Regions from separate parts of the Xenopus tropicalis genome. Here region 2 is linked to region 1. Evidence: chromatin contacts called from public Hi-C data. All regions are on one chromosome and are shown on one strand. The core of a region is the stretch at or near the end of the contact, and the rest is flanking DNA. Distances in the headings are between cores, read along the strand shown. Region 1 overlaps pacs2 (phosphofurin acidic cluster sorting protein 2). Region 2 holds the start of pacs2 (phosphofurin acidic cluster sorting protein 2).

Region 1 (2,823 bases), core at 160-2,659:
ATTCCCCCCACCCAGTGGCTTTATTCATAGACTCCCTGTATACCAACCTGCATTCACCCACAAGCACTATTCCCCCCACCCAGTGGCTTTATTCATAGACTCCCTGTATACCAAGCACAATAACAATATAATTGATCTAAGGAGGAAAGGGAGAAAGTAAAATATTTAACCAAGTGTTAACTAAACATGGAGTAGGTATAAAAATACAGCAGTAATTTTCTGCCAACAAGAGTGATGCAATATTCTAAGTATAAATACGCTTATTTTAGCCTCGCTGACTGGATGATTACAGGCGACAGTTAGAGGCATTACAGCAGTCAGCTACAACTGCAACCACAAAACTCTGAGAAGCTGCTCCTCCTCTATGTAAGTCCCAGTGTTTCACAATAGCCCCCAATGGCACTAAGGGGGGCAGACTTGGCATCAGGGCAACAAGGATAACATGGCAGGTAAATCTCTGGAAAGTGATAGGCCAAACAGGTATACAGATAACTGCATTCAAGTAGCTTGTAAGCTCAGAGGGCAGGGGCGGCAGATAATATATCATAAACTGCTGGGAGCAATGGCACACAGGGCACTCTGTATGACAGGACCTGCAGCTTAGACAGAAGGCAACACTGTGCAACACTTTCATTTAGTGACAGCGGGCTGTGATGCATACACAGTTGGGCACAAGTCTTTGCAATCCATTTAGGGGTGGCCTATTTTCTATAATGAACTTATTGCACTTGCCTAAAGTTTCAGCATCTCTATAAGATTAATGATCCAAGCATTCAAAATTGACATGGGGGGGGGGGGGGGGGAGTGTCACCATATTAGGAGTCAGTGGCATTGCACATGCTCAGTGTGCTCTGAGCAGCTAATGAGAAGCTAAGCTTAGGGGTTGTTGCAAATTATCAGGCAGAAAATAAGTTTCAATATCATAGAAGTTGATGCTACAGGGCTGAATATTACAATCCTGATGCTAGCTGCACTGATTTCTGAGCTGCCATGTAGTAATTATCTGTATTATTTACTAATCAGCAGTTTATAGTGACATTTATGTTCTATATATACAGTATATTGTGCGTCGGCCCCTAAGCTCAGGTAAGTGACAGCAGCACAGAGATATGCAGGGAATCAGCAGAAAAGAAGATGGGGTGCTATTGGGGCATCTTTAGGGGCACAGATCTTCCCTGCTAAAGGGCTGCGGTTGCCTTGGGCTGGTACAGAACAAAACATAATGTACAGTATTTCTAACCTAATTATTTGTTATGCTTTGTTAAGAAAATGACAACTATGTTAAAATGGAATGGAACTGTTAGGGCTGTACCACAAACAATGCCCCTTTGTTGGGACGGACAATGCCACAAGGCTCCTTTATGAGAGTGTGAGCCCGAGAGACACAGAAGAGGATGTGCAGGTACCAGAAACATAAACGCACGTTGTTTTGACAGCAAACAAAGAACAAGGAGAAGGCTCTTGGCTATGAGATCACTTGGACATGTTGCTCATCCCATGGATTGTTCGGGGGCAGCAGCTGGTAAAACAGAATGGAGGCCGGGATAGAAGCCGCAGAGCAACTGGTACTGAGGCCCCGGACAATGAGGGCTGTATCAGGGGAGGGAATGCGGGGGGACCTTCGGCAGCTGTAAGGGATTCATTGTCTGCTCCGCACACGGGAACGTAGGAACATTCTAGCAACTTCACAAAGTGCTGACAAGTCAATTTTAACAGCTGCACAACAGGGTCCTAATAAGTAGTAAAACTGCCTCAAAAACACTGCCCCATGGCCAAACTAAACAGGGAAACAGTGCATTTGGGAGTTGGTGTATAAGGAAAGGACATTGCTCTCATTGAGGCCAAACTCACGATGTGCCACACAATTATCCGAATTTCTCATGTACAGCGCTGTGTACATAAGTAGCGCTTTATAAATAAAGATATACATACATACATACCCAGACACACTAAGCACTGCCTGTACACACCTTTCAAATGGGGGTCCCTGACCCCAGCAACCAGAAACCTTCTTCTGTGTGAGGCTTATTTTATTGTTCTTTACTTATCCTTCTGCACCTTCCAGTCACCCATTCAAACCACTGCCTGGTTGCCAGGGTAAACTGAACCCTAGCAACCAGATTGCTACTAAAACCACAGAGCTGCCACACAACAAAAAGCTACGTGTGTCCCCCAGAATATCACTACATATATTAAAATTATTTTAAAGGGGAACTACCCCTTTTAAGCTTGTAAATAGCCTTTGCCCATAAGCGGGTATCAGTATATAGGGGTGCTGTGGAACTCTTCATGTACCGCAGCTAAAGTTCTGCTCACTCCATCATTATTACACAACTTATGGCTCATCTCTGAGTTTAACTGTCCTCTCTGGGGGAAAAAACTTTATAGAGATATCCCAGACATGACAGTTAAGCTCAGAAATGAGTATGATATAGCATGATGTAGACAATATATTTTGAGACAATTTGTAGTTTGCCTTTTTTATTCTATATGTTGTGTTTTTTTATTATTAAGCTTTTTGTTCAGATGCTCTGTGGTATAAATGAACTGATATGAAGTTATTAATGGTGGTCCTAGGAGCTCTTTTGCAATGTATAGTCATTTTTTATTCTTTGTGGTTTCTGAGATATTAGGAGTTTTAGACAGTCTTTTGACTATTAACATCATGAAAATCACATGGTAATACAGAGCAAATTGGCAATGGAGGTGATCATAGTTGTGTGGTGATGATATGTGAGGGTTAATTGTGTAAATTACGTGTATATGGTTGATAAAGTAAAGCACATAGAAGCTGAAGTTTAGGCAGGAGCTGGTGGAATAGTC
Region 2 (2,823 bases), core at 108-2,607, 43 kb after region 1:
GTATTCTTTAACCCTTCCACTGCCATAATGCACCCCGATTTATGCTTTAACCCTTCCACTGACATACTGCACCCCAATGTATTCCTTAACCCTTTCACTGATATAATGCACCCCAATGAAAGCCTTAACTCTTCCACTGACCTACTGCACCCCAGTGCATGTCTTAACCCTTTCACTGACATAATTCACCCCAATGTATGCCTTAACTCTTCCACTGACATAATTCACCCCAATGTATGCCTTAACTCTTCCACTGACATACTGCACCTCAATGTATTCCTTAATCCATTCACTGACACTACGTACCCCAATGTATGCCTTAACTCTTCCACTGACATACTGCACCTCAATGTATTCCTTAACCCTTTTACTGACACAACGTACCCCAATGTATGCCTTAACTCTTCCACTGATATACTGCACCTCAATGTATTCCTTAAGCCTTTCACTTATAATGTAAGAAACTGTCATTATTTCATGACATTGCAGCATACAGGAATATAACATTTCCCATGATTACAGTTCTAAGTAGGTGTAGTTGCAAACAAAAGCAGCGTGTGCCTTTCTATTCTCTGCATTTGACTCTTGACACAATGTAGCAGAAGTGAGCTCTCTTGCAGGTCTGTTAACCAGCTGTTTCTGTTACACTGTTTCAAGAGTCGGAACCAAGAGTGCAAACAATGCAAACAACCAGGGAGTCCTTAGTGTATTTCTTAATCCTTATACTGACAAAGGCACATGAGCCACCTAATGAACTGTCTAACTGTTCAACAGACAAAACTCCCCCAATTACAACAGCATAAAGTGGCTGAATAGAACACACAGGACTCATACTCAGAAACAAGAGAGACCTATAGGAAAGTATCCTGTATCTGACTAATGCACATTAATGGAGCAGACCTTGGAAAAAGCTGATCATTACATGGAAAGGCTAGTGGGGGTGATGGGAGTTGTAGTTCCGCCAATACCAGCTGCCTGTCAGTGCCCGGTTAGGACAAGTGCCTTGGCACTGCAGGGGGCTCCCAGTGTCCCACCCTCCCCTATGTAATACCTGGGGATGCAGCTGGGGCTGGAACCGTCTATTTCCCAGGTAGCAAAGAGGTTCATAGGCACTGGCCTGTTCAGTGCCCCCGGGAAGCTCAGCCTGCCCTTGTCCGCCATGCTCGCTGCCACCTCCTCCTCCTCCCGAACAGCGGAGGGATGCCGCCTGCCTCAGGGCGGAGGACACACGCCGGGTCCCCCGGTCACATCTCCCACTGCTCTCCGCTCCTCCTACTGCGCGCTCTAGAGCCCCAGTGAGCGCGTCCCAGGCGCGTCCCCGCTGCCAATAGAATGACACCGCAGGAGGCCTCCACTTTTTTTTTTTTTTTTTTATCTTTCAATATAAATGCTTTATTGACAATAAACGCTAAGGAATCAGTGCACTGCTCTCTGATTGGCTCGTCCCTTTCCCTGCTCCCCTTCTTTGCTTCAGCGCACACCCGACTATCCTCCGTTTTCCAATTGGTCATTTTTGTTGGCCAATCGCTGTGTCCGCAAGAATCTTGTCGCTGTTATTACCCTCAGGGGGCTGGGGAAGCGGAAGTGGGGTTGTTATGGCACTGATTAGAGATATATTGCTATACAGTGTTAATGTTCTGAAAGCTTGCTATGGTTATCTTAGTTAGCCAATAAAGGGATCACCTTTATACCACTTTTGTTATTTTTTATTTCAAAAGGGTTACCCTGTAAACATATACAGTGTTACAGACAGTATCTCCTTTCAATATAATAAATATAATACATATAAATGTATTACATTTCTGTCTATTCGGTCGGTGCACATGTAATTGCTATGGAAAACAGTATTTGTTTATCACTTTAGGGTCTCTGGTTGTGGCTTCAGCTACATTCTTGAGAAACCAGGACCAGAAGTTCAGACTATATAAACATTTTTTTTTTCCATTGTGCAATAATCAGTGTGTGGGTAGAGTTGCCCTTTAATCTGCCTGCATGTTTTTGGCGGGTGAGTTGCAGATATTTTGCTTTTAGGGTAGGACAGTTCAGGAACAATTGCCCCTGGTGGAAACAAGCATTCGCTTGTGTACCAAGAAATGTGAAATACGTATATAAGGGACAGCAATGTCCTACCTGAAGGCCTACATACTGCTGCCTTTCAGCGACATTTAAAGGGACGATGAGTGTTGTAATTCAACAGCTTGGGATGGGTCATCAGTTTGTGGCTCATCTATTCCTGTAATGCCCAGGGGCCCTTGGTTTCTAATTTGGGCACTGTTTATTCTAAAACTGAGGTTACATTCTAGTGGCTTCCCTTAGGCCAGGGGTGGGCAAACTTTTTAGCTCAGGGGCCACATTAACTAACATACGGGCCGGACCGGGCCGGGACAGCGTTACGCCCAGGGCTGCCATCAAAAATGATGGGGCCTCTCAGCTCCCCCCCAGCGACCCGCTGCTTCCTCCGTCCCATCCTTCTGTTCCCCGGCTCCCCAGTGCATTCTTTTATATGGTTGCGCCCCGTGCGTGCTGACGCTGTGTGCACACACGGGGCGCAACCAATCAGGGCCCGTCATTCTTTTAAGGGGGCCGGATTGAAAGGGCTGACGGGCCGGATGTGGCCCGCGGGCCGTAGTTTGCCCACCCCTGCCTTAGGCGTTGAAGCCAAAATCATATGACTTTTTACTTTACCCCATTGGGGTGAAGATACACAGAGCAAAGGGTGAAGACACACAGAGCTACTAGTAGCAGCTACTTGTCATGGCTTCAGAAATAGAAAATGCTGATCATTTACTGATAATTGTCTCTGTGTGTTTTAGCAGAGGCAAT

What was found. Hi-C and Micro-C count contacts between places; a contact is called where the count stands out from the background.
Region 2: a Hi-C map of liver shows a contact between it and region 1, with 5 times the contacts expected there. The contact joins the promoter of pacs2 here to the enhancer-like site in region 1. A contact is called at or near these places in 5 of 5 Hi-C or Micro-C datasets (brain, gastrula embryo, liver and 2 more).

Annotation. Positions count from the first base shown.
Region 1 is chr8:115,816,257-115,819,079 of UCB_Xtro_10.0, forward strand. All of the region lies in intron 1 of pacs2 (phosphofurin acidic cluster sorting protein 2), which reads right to left. Among named protein-coding and RNA genes, the nearest start is that of pacs2, 43 kb to the right of the region's middle. Within about 2 kb of position 1,410, at least 5 of the 11 cell types and tissues checked have an H3K27ac peak or open chromatin away from gene starts, as enhancers often do. A contact at or near this core is called in gastrula embryo, liver and neurula embryo, where this site is marked.
Region 2 is chr8:115,858,937-115,861,759 of UCB_Xtro_10.0, forward strand. pacs2 (phosphofurin acidic cluster sorting protein 2) reads right to left here and starts at 1,358. Exons shown (of 25, transcript XM_012969051.3): 1 at 1,052-1,358. The coding sequence starts at 1,161.